Linked DNA regions of Mus musculus: region 1 is linked to region 2. Evidence: chromatin contacts called from public Micro-C data. All regions are on one chromosome and are shown on one strand. The core of a region is the stretch at or near the end of the contact, and the rest is flanking DNA. Distances in the headings are between cores, read along the strand shown.

The links. A called contact is a pair of places that touch in the nucleus more often than the background predicts.
Region 1: a contact with region 2 is called in a Micro-C map of granulosa cells, with 5 times the contacts expected there. The contact joins the promoter of Efcab1 here to the enhancer-like site in region 2. A contact is called at or near these places in 5 of 39 promoter capture datasets (the 3T3-L1 cell line, cranial neural crest, frontonasal cranial neural crest and 2 more), 2 of 484 Hi-C or Micro-C datasets (granulosa cells and uterus), 1 of 115 datasets of contacts at active chromatin or transcription factors (embryonic stem cells) and 1 of 9 other capture datasets (embryonic stem cells).

The regions. Positions count from the first base shown.
Region 1 is chr16:14,902,808-14,908,626 of GRCm38.p6, reverse strand. It overlaps Efcab1 (EF-hand calcium binding domain 1), which reads right to left and starts at 1,981. Exons shown (of 6, transcript NM_025769.3): 1 at 1,815-1,981. The coding sequence starts at 1,872. The region is part of intron 2 of Gm33696 (a long non-coding RNA gene); the gene reads left to right.
Region 2 is chr16:15,292,019-15,298,809 of GRCm38.p6, reverse strand. No RefSeq gene overlaps it. Among named protein-coding and RNA genes, the nearest start is that of Gm41423, 180 kb to the right of the region's middle. RefSeq lists an enhancer at 2,764-4,340. Within about 2 kb of position 4,324, at least 84 of the 459 cell types and tissues checked have an H3K27ac peak or open chromatin away from gene starts, as enhancers often do. A contact at or near this core is called in granulosa cells, where this site is marked.

The DNA of each region.
Region 1 (5,819 bases), core at 732-3,231, 390 kb after region 2:
AGAGTAATTATTTAGAATATAGTTAGAAATTATACTGGTTTAGGAAAATGGCAATTGTAGGTTCTAGTCTAAGGTTCATGATCCTTCCAGCCATGGTTAGTTGGCTAGGTTTATAGTACCAGACATGAGGCCTCTCCTACTATGTCCAATTAAACAGCTGGTGGTTACTTGAAAGATAAAAGTGCCACCACTGTGGATCGTGTGCCTGTCCAGTCATTTTCCTGGCTCATGGGCCTTTCTCTGGCTAGGTCCACTGATTGGTTGCTCCTCTCCCTTGGCCGCTTGCACAACACTTTAAGATATAAGAGCTAGGCCTCAGGGAGGTTTCCAGGCCAGCTCCAGCTCAATTTCTAGGAATTCTGTCTCTTGAGTGTATGACATCTTCAGCAATAGGATCTCACTTTCAAGCTCTGGAAGACAAAGGGAACAGCTGAGGCCCATATTGTCTTGGGAATCTCTTGTATTCCCCTAGTCAATAACTCAACTGGAGGTTTCTCAAGCCTGGCATTGAATTTTGTATTAGACGGTGTATGGCTCTTGGAAATAGGGAAAACACCCTTACTTCATTATTTTTGAGTTGTTGTCACTGTTAGTGAAGAATTGTGTACTTATGAAGCAGACTTAATCAAATAAACATTGTGTGTGCCAGTTATTAATGTTGTGAGTATTCATTGGAAATGTTTTTACTCATTTTCAAAATAGCATATATTCTCCCAGAAATGGAAGCATTTCAGGAAAACCACAAAAGAACACAATTTCTTATCAAATTTATAAACACCTTAAATGACTGCCATTTTCTGAGAATTTTAAGATGCTCACAGTATAATAGTATATCATAGTTTTCAGTTGGGGCACTACCCCCGTGACATCAATTCTCACACATTGTATCAGATACAAATGATATAAAGGTGCTAGGCCAGAAACCTCCAGAGCTACATTAGAAGTTCACATCCACACCTTCACACAATGGAGCTGGTTTGAAGATGTGACCTCTCCATTTTCATTGTGACCAGTATCTCTTCGACCATCACATAGCTTCTAAATTCACACATCAAACAATACTGCCCTCATCTCAATGATCCACACACTGCTTCTCAGCTCAAGAACAGCTGTTTTTCTGTCTGAGTACAATGCTCTCATGTGTGGTCACCTGCAAGATCTCCTTTACCTATGGACCTGATTGGGAATTGGAAATTGAGCATCTAAAACTGGGAACAGATTCTTTACCGTCTTAGATTTGCTGAGCAATATACTTTTCAATGAAATGCCTCTACGGAAGACAGTGTCTGTACCACCGCAAGTCTCTTTCTTAAAAGTGTTCAGGATGCATGCACGACTGTTTTCTTTATGGATCTCTTATCACACTTCCAGAGCTTAGACCTCAGAGCGTTTTGTTTTCTTTTGTTGTTTTTGTTTTTTCCTCTCTAGAAAGAGCCAGAAAGTAAGTAAAGGCTCTGCTGCTTTCTTGATTCTGGTGTTTTTCTGGGGCATCCTTTTCAACCTGTCTAAAGCTGAAGCCACATGCCTCCCAGATACACACCATATTGCTTCTCTAACTTAAAAGCAAATAAAGAGATCTTTGAATTTAGTGAATGTCTATGAGGGAGCTCGGGCAGCTTGGAACTTGTCCCAGTTATAAAAGGGTAGGATGGATGCCTCCCAAGGAGTTGGAACTCCACAAAGGGATTCTCTTTCCGATCCTCTTGAGGAGGAGCGTGGAGGGGCCATTACTGGTGGAAGCAGGAAGTAGAGACTGGGTAGAAAGAGATCTGGCCCAGAAGTCATAGGAACTCTTGCATTCAGTTCTTACTTACAGTGCTTGCAATTTTTAGTTAAGGTGTCCGTCAACTTCTGCAGCTTCTTTCTGTTCATGATGGGTGTTAATAATATTAGATCTTAGAGTGTCATCTGGAGCAGAGTGCCAGGACGCTCCGGCTCCGGAGCCCCAGGCTGAGGGAGCTTGGTGCAGCCAGCTTGGCTCTGCGCATTTGCGCATTTGCGCATTTGCGGCCCTAACAGACAGTGTGGCCATGGCAACGCCTCAGGTGAAAGCGGCCTCTGTACATAGAGCAGCCATGGCAACGGCTGGGTGGGACACTGATTGGCTCCTGTCAGGGGGCCTCTTGGTCAGCTCAGTAAAGCCTGCCAGTCCTGACTGCCCAGCACAGACACTGTGCCTGCATTTAGTCCCAGTTGCAGCGTTTCAGCCTGACACTTTGCAGACTGTATTGTTTGCCATGTTGGAAATTTCTATTTTCACTTGTCACACCATCATTTCTGTTCACAGCCCCTCAAGACTACATCATAATCAGAAGAGTAAGGTGTGCAAGCTGGATAGATGTTTTGTATGATGAGCACAAGAGCGATTCAGGTTTTCAAGATCTGTGGGGATGCTGGAGGGAAATAGGTGTGTAATTAAAGCAATTATCAGAAGGGAATCTGAACAATTACGGTTTGAACTGTGTTACTCAGAAAGTAGATCTCTCTGTGTCTCTGTCTCTCTCTGTCTCTCTCTCTGTCTCTCCCCCCTCCTTCTTTGGAGTGGGAGTTTTCAGTCAAATTTGCAAAAGGCCAATGTCATATTTTAAGTTCGTTAATTAAAGATACATACTCTTTTTGTTGTTTTGTATAAAATAGAGTTTATTTAGGGCATAAGGAGGGGAGTTGCGAGGGTTGTAGAGGCAGAGAAAGGCAGAGAGAGAGAGAGAGAGAGAGAGAGAGAGAGAGAGAGAGAGAGAGAAGAGAGGAAGGAGGAGGAGAAGGAAGAGGAGGAGGGGAGGAGGAGGAGGAGGAAGAGGAGAAAGAGAGGAGTAGAGATTGGCCATGAGCACATGGAGAGAGAGGGGGAAGGGAATGGGGAGAAAGAGGGTAAGGGACAAGAGGACAGAGCAGAAGCAAGAAGGCAAGAGAGAGAAAGGAGGGGGCAAGCAGCCCCTTTTATAGTGAGTCAGGCACACCTGGCTGTTGCCAGGTAACTATGGGGCGGAGCCTAGATAAAATGCTAACAGTAACAACTTTCCAAACTACATAGACTGACATAACAGCCCAGAAGTTGCCATGGAGACAAATTGGAGAATTTTTCCATGATGCGGAATCCTTCAAGTGGTCAGTTTGCAGCCACACCTAGTTCTTCTATTGAAAACCCTTCCCTAGTCTCTTGAAATCACTCAAATTTATAATTGTCTAATTTTATAATTTTGAAATGGTAATAAGACATCAGCCACACAGAATATAACCTACTGAGAGTCCTTTCCATCAGTATAATTTTCTGCAAATCCATCCAGGAAATTTTGCCTTTTTATTGCTGAATAGTATTCCATGATTTATATGTGCCATATTCTGTTTATACACCCATGCACTGAAGACCTTCAGCCTTCAGTTTTAAGCTCTTAACAGGGAAGATACTATAGACCATTTCTCATATGAATGAGAGTTAAGTTCTCTGGAATGAGCACCTAGGATTGCTAGTACATATGGCAGCTGTATGATTGCAATTTAGAAATTGTGAGATTGCTTTCCAGAGAGTCTGAACATTGTGAGGCCACAGCCTAGTGTCTCCTCATCGCTGTCTGTACTTGGTGCCCTCACTGTTTTTGTTTGTTCAGCTTTTAAAGCAAACACAACCATTCTAATGGGTATGTGTTGACATCATGAGTTTTAACTTGCATCCTTAGCTGATCAAGTAGGGCTGTCTTCACCGTTATGGCATCTTCCATGTATTCTGTCTGCTCAAATATTCACTCACATCTTGGGCAAGATTGGATTTTTTTTTAAATCTATATGGTTTTGCATTTTAAGTCCATAAATTAAATTCATGATGAATTTTGAGTTGGCTATTGCAGAGGTAGGAGATTTAAGTCAGGGATCATTTGTTGCCTGATTATATCCAGAACGTCCACAGCTGTTGCTGACAATTCCATTGAGCTTCTTCTGAATGGATTCCTTCCACTAATTGTTACATTTTAGTTACGGTGTTTGTCACCTCACAGTTATTCACTCAGTCCTTTCTATTTCTTTGGGGAAAGGGGAGGAAAGGGTACATTTGTAGTCTATCATTGAAGAAAGTCAGGACAGGAACTCAAGCAGGGCAGGAACCTGGAGGCAGGAGCTTGTGCAGAAGTCATGGATGGGTATTGCTTACTGGCTAATTCCTCATGGTTTGCTCAGACTGCATTCTTTCTTTTTCCTGTTTCTTTGTCGAGACTGTTCAGAGGGTTTCATCTGACATGGTGGAGCCCTTGTGGCTGATGCAGCAGTGGGAACTTTGGGTTGCTACTCTCCAGCCTTCAAAACAGTTGAGAACTGAGTGTTCAAATCACAAGCCAGAGGGGGCATTTCAGGTTCAAACCAGAACAGGTTTGGAAAAGGACATGTTTCTTTTGGGAGAACAGGGAGAGGTTTGAGTAGTCAAACATTCTGTTAGAAAGCAAGAGTACTACTAAACCTGGATGTCCTGAGTTCTTCTATCCAAAAAGTAGCAGGAATAGAATTCTGTAATTGATATTGAGATGACAGCTGCTCTCATTTGGGAAGGGGAAATGACACAGAAAATTGTGAGTGCTCTGTCAGTAGCGCCAAGTTCATGATTGGGTGAGAATCTCATTGTGTTGCTAGATTCATGACCACAGAGCAACCACAGCTCCGCTATGACTCCAGTTTCTCACTATGAACTGAAAGTGTGCACCAGCTCAACTGTGAATCCAGTTCTTCACTGTCATACTGTTTTTTTTTTATTCTTAAGTGTATGCTTTTAGTACAGAAGATGACACAATATGGCCAATGTTCTGTTTTGCTATGTAGAGAACATTATCTGTCCAACCCTGATAAATTCATAGAAGACGAAGGTGTGGCATGTTCACTGTGGTCTTGGCCTATGTTCATGAGTATGCAGCACGGGGATTACTGGCTCTTCTCTCTGAGAGACAGCATGGTCCCTACACTCTGGCCAAGCCTCTCATTCTATGCTGTCATCTCCTCAAAAGTTCTTCCATTGTGCATGGGGTCATGTGACTGTCGGTAGGGTTGATAGGTGTTGTCTGAAGGTGCTCAGGCATACTTCATGTTTGCACAGCCTGGTAAAACCCAAGCCAGATGTCCCCCTGTGGATGAAATTCCACCCTTCTCTGTGTTGCTCATGTGACAGCCAGAGATCCGAGTCCAGAGGGCACCTGTTGAGATTCCCAGATTCTTGTGCCCTGGAACAAGGAAGTGGCCCAGAGCACTTGTAGTGGTTGAAACAGAGTTCATTAATGAATAGGAAGGCTCTCCTTGAAATAATGCAGTATTAAAATCCTGAGCAGACTGTGACTGAGACCACAGTACCTACAGAGGTCTTCACCTCTTCACCTCTTCACCTCTTCACCTACAGAGGTCTTCACCTCATACTGACACGTTCTGACTGAGATATGGCCCCTGAGTCTCTAACAGACATGAATTTCCAGGGCCTCGAACCTGGGGAAGTGGGTTTATATCATTGGGTGGCATTGCTGGCTCCATGCCTTGCTCCCCACCCCTTTCCTGTCTTCTGCCTGGGAATCAGAGATCCTGATTACTGGCTCCTGCTGTGAAGCCCCTCCTCTCCTCAGAAAGCTATAAGAACCCCCTGTTCTTCTGTGTGTGTCCTGCTTCCTAGGTGTCTGTCATGGTGTTTTCTGTTTGTCTATCCAGGACATTAAAAACACTTCTAATAAACTCCATACCCACAACAGTCCATCCAAGTGTCCCATGCAAGACCCTAATCTGAGACTGTTTGGGAACAGCAAGTTCTACAAATCACTGAGCCCTCTCTCCATTCCCAGTGGAGCCTCTTCTACCCACTT
Region 2 (6,791 bases), core at 3,075-5,574:
ACAATTTATACATAAACACACAAATATATACTATTATATTGTGTTCTCCACATTAATTACTTTTCTTGTTGCTGTGACAAAATACCCAAAAAAAGCAATTTAAGGAAGGAAAGGAATAAGAAAGGAAGAGGGAAAGAGGAAGGGACAGAGAGACAGAGATGGAGAAAGACATAAAGAAAGAAATAGAAAGAAAAGACAGAAAGAAAGAGAGACAATGAGAAAAAAATAGGTGGAGAGGGAGGAAAGATACTTTGGCTCTTTCTGAAGCTAGTGACATGTACATTTATACAATGAAATACTATTCAGGTATTTAGAAAAAGTATGAAATTTACAGTAAATAAATAATACTGGAAATAATTAATGTATGTTACATATCTCAGACCCAGGAAGAAAACCACAGCATGATGTCTCTTATCTATCCATTATGGCAGAAAAGGCACTACAGTGGGAAAATAAGGAGGCTAGCCACATTGACTTTCCCGTTTTTATTCAGCCTGATACTTCAGTCCAGAGTGGGGTTACTACATTCAGTGTGGGTCTTCCCAACCTCACAGACACACTCAGATGTGTCCCTTGAGTGACCTGCAGAGTCTTTCTAAGGGATTCTACCCATGTGGAAGGCAACTATGTCCCCTTCCCCCCAGCCTTATCCCCAGGATCTTTTTCTACTGAACCCTGTGTGACCCACTCCCCACCCACTTAGAGAATTTTCTTAGCATTTGCCTCAATCAACACAGTCTAACTTGTACACAAATACACAAAGTGAAGTATTATCAACTCTTTAAACTGATATTCACACTACTGATGTGAATATTAGTTCCTCCTAAATTAATAAAGTCTCTATAAGACAAATACTTAATGTCTTCTTCTTAAAGATAAGTAAAGTGTGTCACTGAGAGACTCCCTGGCTTCTGTAGGTCCCCTTGGCTTGAAAAGATGAATGGAAATCAGTGTGGGAATGCCTGAAAAAACAGACACATATATACCATGTGATCTAGCTATAAATAAAAATAAAAATTGATATAGTGACATGGAGATAGATAGACACACACACACACACACACGCACACACACACACCATAATGCTGAGCCCTAAAGGGGATATCTCTATCACAAGCTTTTCTCCCAAGACTCAGAGATCATTGGAGAAGAAGAAGCAGAAACAGTGTAGGAGTCAGAGGCACTGAAAGAGTACAGAGTGCAGTATTTCCTGAATAGGACAAGACAGACGCATATATGGATTCACAGCAGTTGAGACAGCATAACAAGAACTTCACCATCTCAAGCTAGACAAAAATCTCATCACAGAGAGAAAATAGGCAGGTTGGCTCAGACCTGCTCTGCCACTGCCAGCTAGCTCACTTAGGGTGGAGTCTTCCGACCTAGATAAGGTCTATTGTTCTGCCACATCTGCAGCTTGCCTCCAAGATGCCACTACCTGCTGAGAGGCTGAATCTGTTCTAACACTATCCTGACAAAACATTGATCCTCACAAAGCAATGAGATCCTGACATGGTGGGGGATGGCTTCCCCCTCTATAAGCTCAGACTCTTAAGTAAACATTGGCCTTGATCAGAAAACTTTGTCTTGGCTCATTATTTCTCTCGCAGCCTTTCCCATCCAAAACCCCATCTTTACTGTCAGGAACCCAGTAACCAGTGGCCGCAGGCAGCTACAGGGAAGAGCCATTTTCTTTACTGGTGTGCCTCTGGTGGATCCACCACACTTCAGTGGAAAGCCACACAGTTAAGAGTGTATAAGCAGTACAAACTGTACTTGATGGTTTTGTTTTATTATTTTTTTTCTAGAGGACACAAAGTTAGGTGTTCGAAGAAGCAGGAATGAATCTAGGAGGGGTGATGGTAGGATAAATATGATCAGAATATACTGTAGAAATTTTTTGAAGCACTAACTAAAAAAGGCTCCAATAAAAAGTTTAAAGATGCTGCTCTGTGAATGTCTAAGACAACAGACATAAACATTCCTGCTAGGCAATATGGCCACAAGTCAGAGGAAGGGACAGATGTGACTCAACATTTCATGTTTTTCAAAATGTTTAAATAGTGAAGTCAAGTTTGAAGAACTTATTTCAAGCCTCATGAGCTTTATCATACTGTAGCATAAGATTAATATTTGTGAAGTGGTATAACATGTGGGCACATATGTGTTTGTGTGTTCACATATGTATGTTCATATTGGCCAGCATTTACTTGTCTATAAGTGGTGATAAGTGGTGATAACAAGTCACTTTACCATTAATTGTCACCATTCATTTTTAAAATTTTGAATTTTGATTAACTTATTTTGTGTGTTTGTATAGTGTATATAGTTGTTGACATGAATGTGTGTCCCTGCACATGTGTGTACATACATATGGAGGCCAAAAGTCAATGCCTTTCCTCAATCACTATATACTCTTTTTTTTTTTTTTTTTTTTTTTTTTGAGACAGAGTCTCCTGATGATGTTGAAGTTGTGGATTTGGCTAGATCATCTGGCCAATAAGCATCAAGGATTTGCTTGTCTTGATTCCTTACACAGCATTGGTTGTAATCACATGCTTCAGTACCTCCACTCTGTTTTGTTTTGTTTTTTGTTGTTGTTTTTAACATGGGGTCTGGATATCCATATTCAGTTTCTTAAACAGACACTTTACTGATGGAGCCATCTCCTTTGTCTACCATTCTTAATCAACACAGAAAAATAAGTGGTGAGTTTCTAGTCAAGAATACTAGCAAAATGGAAATTTATTTAAAATAATCTTCGAAGACAAAATTTGCCAGAGCTCATGCTTGTAATTTCGTTGCTTGCCTAAACTCATTTTCAGGTTAGGATGAGACCAGTGAGAGAGACCTTCTCTCCTCTAACCTAAGACTTGTAGTCCAGGCCAGAGGTATGATCTCTGTAACCCAGAGATCATGCTGACAGATGTGGCCTTAGTTCTCACCCATTATCATTTATAAGTACAACATTGTGTGCATGTAGGACACTGCCCTGGAAGATGGTATCCTAGCAAGAATAGCTTTCCCAACAATTGGGAGCCAGTGAAGCTTTATACACAAAAAGAGAAGCAAAAAGTCCCTGGGTAGCAAGTAGAAAGATGAATTTCTCCTTCTTTTGACCCTTCTTTCCTCCTCAAAGGGTTAAGTATATGGAGGAAGGAACTGCTCCACTCTGCCTCTTTGCTTGGTGGGAACTATTAAATTACTGCTGGATGTTTCTGATTATAACACACAGCAGTGCCTGTGGGACCCTGGGGCCACATGTGCGCCATCAGCCTGCCTGGGCCTGTTAGATAGCCCACATTTGCTTGTGGGTGCCTCTGTGGCACCAAAACAGAGTGGGTTTTTTATTTCAAGCACAAAGATGAGAGCTAGTGCTGGCAAGAGGGCAGGAAACGGGCAATAAAACCAGAGCTGAACGGCTTAGTGGAGCCAGGACGCTGGGGTCTGCTTAATTGCTCTGAAATGAAAAAGTTTCGGGGGTTTTCATGAAATCCCATAGGCGCCCTTGCCAAGCCTCAAATATTAGATAGAATTACATAGCTTCTAATCCCTCCCTTCTCCCCAAGCCATGTGTCTTATTTTTTCTGGATGTTTGTACCCAGCTTCAGGCCTGGTAGGAGAAAGGTTAAGAGAATGAGGGCCAGGCACCCAGAGGGTGTATCCTGACTACTTTCCTGCCAAGAGTCTAGTAATATCCACAGTGTGGCGCTGTTACGAGACTCTCTACAATAATGATCAGTGATACTCACTGTGTCAGGAGCTCTGGAAACATTTACAAAGAAAGTGTTTAGCCAGAGATCTAGGGTAACTACACAGCTCAGCCATTGCTGCACTACTGGGTGGTTGCTCCATGTCTTTCATCAGAATCTCAAAGGACTCTAAATATAATAGGGGGGATGGGTGGAGAGATGGCCCAGGAGTTAAGAGTACTTAATGCTCTTGCAGCAGAGGACTCAGGTTCAGTTTCCAGCTTCCACACAGTACTAACAGCAACCTATGATTCTTGTTTCAGAGGATCCAATGCCATCAGTAGTCACCAAGCATAGCTGGTACACATGTATATTTGAAAGCAAAAACAATCATACATATAAAAAAATAAAGGAATGTATATCAAAAAATGTACATAACAAAAAAATGTTCAGAAGCAACGGCAGAAAAAGCAGGAGTGTAATGCAGCTAGAGGTTTTCTGTGGGAGAGGAGTACTTTAGGGAATGATGAAAGGGCTGCTGGGATTGCATACAGGATGGCTAAGTATGGGGAGCATTCCTTATCTGACCTCACTCAGTGGGGAGCAGCTGAGTAATTGAGAAAAGGAAACCTGGCTAAAATGCATAAAAAATTTAACCAAATGAGTCATGAGTCACAGAGGTCTGGTCTACAGGGCTGTTAGCAGACCAGTAGAGGAGACATGAGAAGGCAGGAGCAGTGCAGCAGCCACACTTGTTACACAATGTGATACTTTAGAGATCTCTGGTATTCTGATTATTCTGTATTACTGATCTCAGGTTTCTGGCAGGTAGAGTGAATCTGCTCACCTCCTGGTGAGCTGGCTTCCTCCTGTTGATTGGGCTCTGTTTGACTGTATTATGCAGCCAAAGTATTGAAACCTTAGAAGGCTTAACTGTGGAGGCCAGCCCAGAAAGTGCTTGCCTCTGAGTGATGGAGAGTCTTCCATTTTCCAAATTATTCTTAGAAGACAAGCTTTCAACTTACTCAGGCTCCAAATAATACAATCAGTACCCATGATAGGAAGATGGTGAGGACACAGATGGTACAGTGTGAAGAGAGCTGAGGAAACCATCAAGATGAGTATGGAAGCAAAGTCTATGTGCATGTAAGCTGTTCCACACTCATCACTAAGAACCAGAGGTCCTTGTCTTTCTAGTTTCCTGAGCCTCTGGCTTAATGACTACTTAATTTGGAGGCTCCCTTTACTCCCATGCATACATGAATACTGGCAATGGCTTCCAGGACAGAATATTTGCTACTGTTCTTAGAAAGAGACTCTGTGACATGGGTCTAGGATACTCTGATATCTCATGCCATGGCTCTGATGATGGTCATCTCATCCCCTACTTCTCTCTACTTCTCTGAACTCTCACTGCTCTGTCCTTTGCATATTTATAATTAAGTAGTATTGCTTTTTCTAGACTACTTTGTGGTCTCCTTATGGCTTGCTTGATGAAAGGTATCACTGTTGAGAGTGCATGTTATTGTAAGACACCAGGGAGCCTTAGCTTACCAGGGACCCCCTGAGTGAACCATGTGGAGCCAGGATTGATGCAAAAAGCAAGAGGAATGTATTGTTCCACTGTTCTGGGGTTGTCCCAGACCCGAAGGAGAGGTGGTGACCACCAGCACCAGTTTGGTGAGTTTTTATATGGTTTCCAGGGGCAGGACAGAGCATCAGCAACTAGGTACAATATGATTGGCATAACAGTGAACCCTTTAAACTGATTGGTCTTTAGGGAATGAGGTGAGAAGGACTTCCCTTGTCTAAAGGTGAGCAACACTCAACCAGTGAATGTGTCCCCACCCATAGGTAGTTTGAGAAATGCTAATTAGCCTCTCCCTTCCAGAGGGGCGAGTGTTTCACGACCTTCCCAAAGTTCCTGAGCTGACCTTTTCATTGTGAGAGAGAATGAATGGGCTTTGTGTCTAGAGGATGATAATAGTGCGCCCAATCCATAAGAAGTCCCTCTGTGAGGGATGTAAGAAAGGTGCAATCTTGTGGCATATCATCTTCATGGTTGCCTCTGGTGGTGGATCCTTGGATTTCCAGCATGATGCTTACAAATGAGAGTAGTAGTTAACTTCAAGGGCTAGGAGAAATGCACATAAGATGCCATGCACACAAAGAAGAAGGCAAAACACAGATAGGAAGTTGTATGTGTGTGTGTGTGGGGGTGGGGGGCAACTTTTCAGGTCCTGAGTGAGATGAGACATTCCTGACATCTTTAGAACCTGTTTTCTACTTTTCAAGCACTAAGACTGTCCTTGTGGCCACCCACACAACATTCCACATAGCTCATTACTGGAGCATCAATCAGAGAGCTAAAAGGAGCCACAGCTTTATGCACATCCATGTAGTAATTCAGAAGTCAACCTTCTTGCTCTATAGTTAGATGGTTACAAGGAGCAGATAAATACAGAGACAACATTCAGGGACACTGCAGGCCCTTCTACCATAGCTTGTCTATTTAAACCTCCCAGACATATTCCTAAATGCTACTGACTGTCAATTTTTTACATGTGGAAACTGCAACCTGACGACACAGTTAACACTGACTGATACAAGTTTCTAAGTAGATAAACATTTTAAAATGTCAAAGCTTATTTTTTATTTGTTTAAAATCCAAATAACCATTCATATATTTTCACCTGTCCAGGTGATGGTTCAGAGACATCATTCCTGAATCTGCTTCTACTTGTTTTGGGTTTTCCTGGAACTTGACTCCTAAGATAAGGTTCATTTAAAATTTATTATAAAATCATTTTAACTATAAAATGGACCATAGTAATAAATTGGCTATGTTTTCTATTTCAGTGACTAAGACTTAAGTCTTAGTCTCTGAAAAAAGAAATTGAAGAAGAAATCAGAAAATGGAACGATCTTCCATACTCATGGGACTACAGTAAAATTAATATAGTAAACATGACAATCTTATCGAAAAATACCTACAGATGCAATACAATTCCCATAAAAATTCCAACACAATTTTTTTTACAGATCTTGAAAGAACAATTTTCAACTTCATATGGGAAAAAAAACCCTTCAAGATAACTA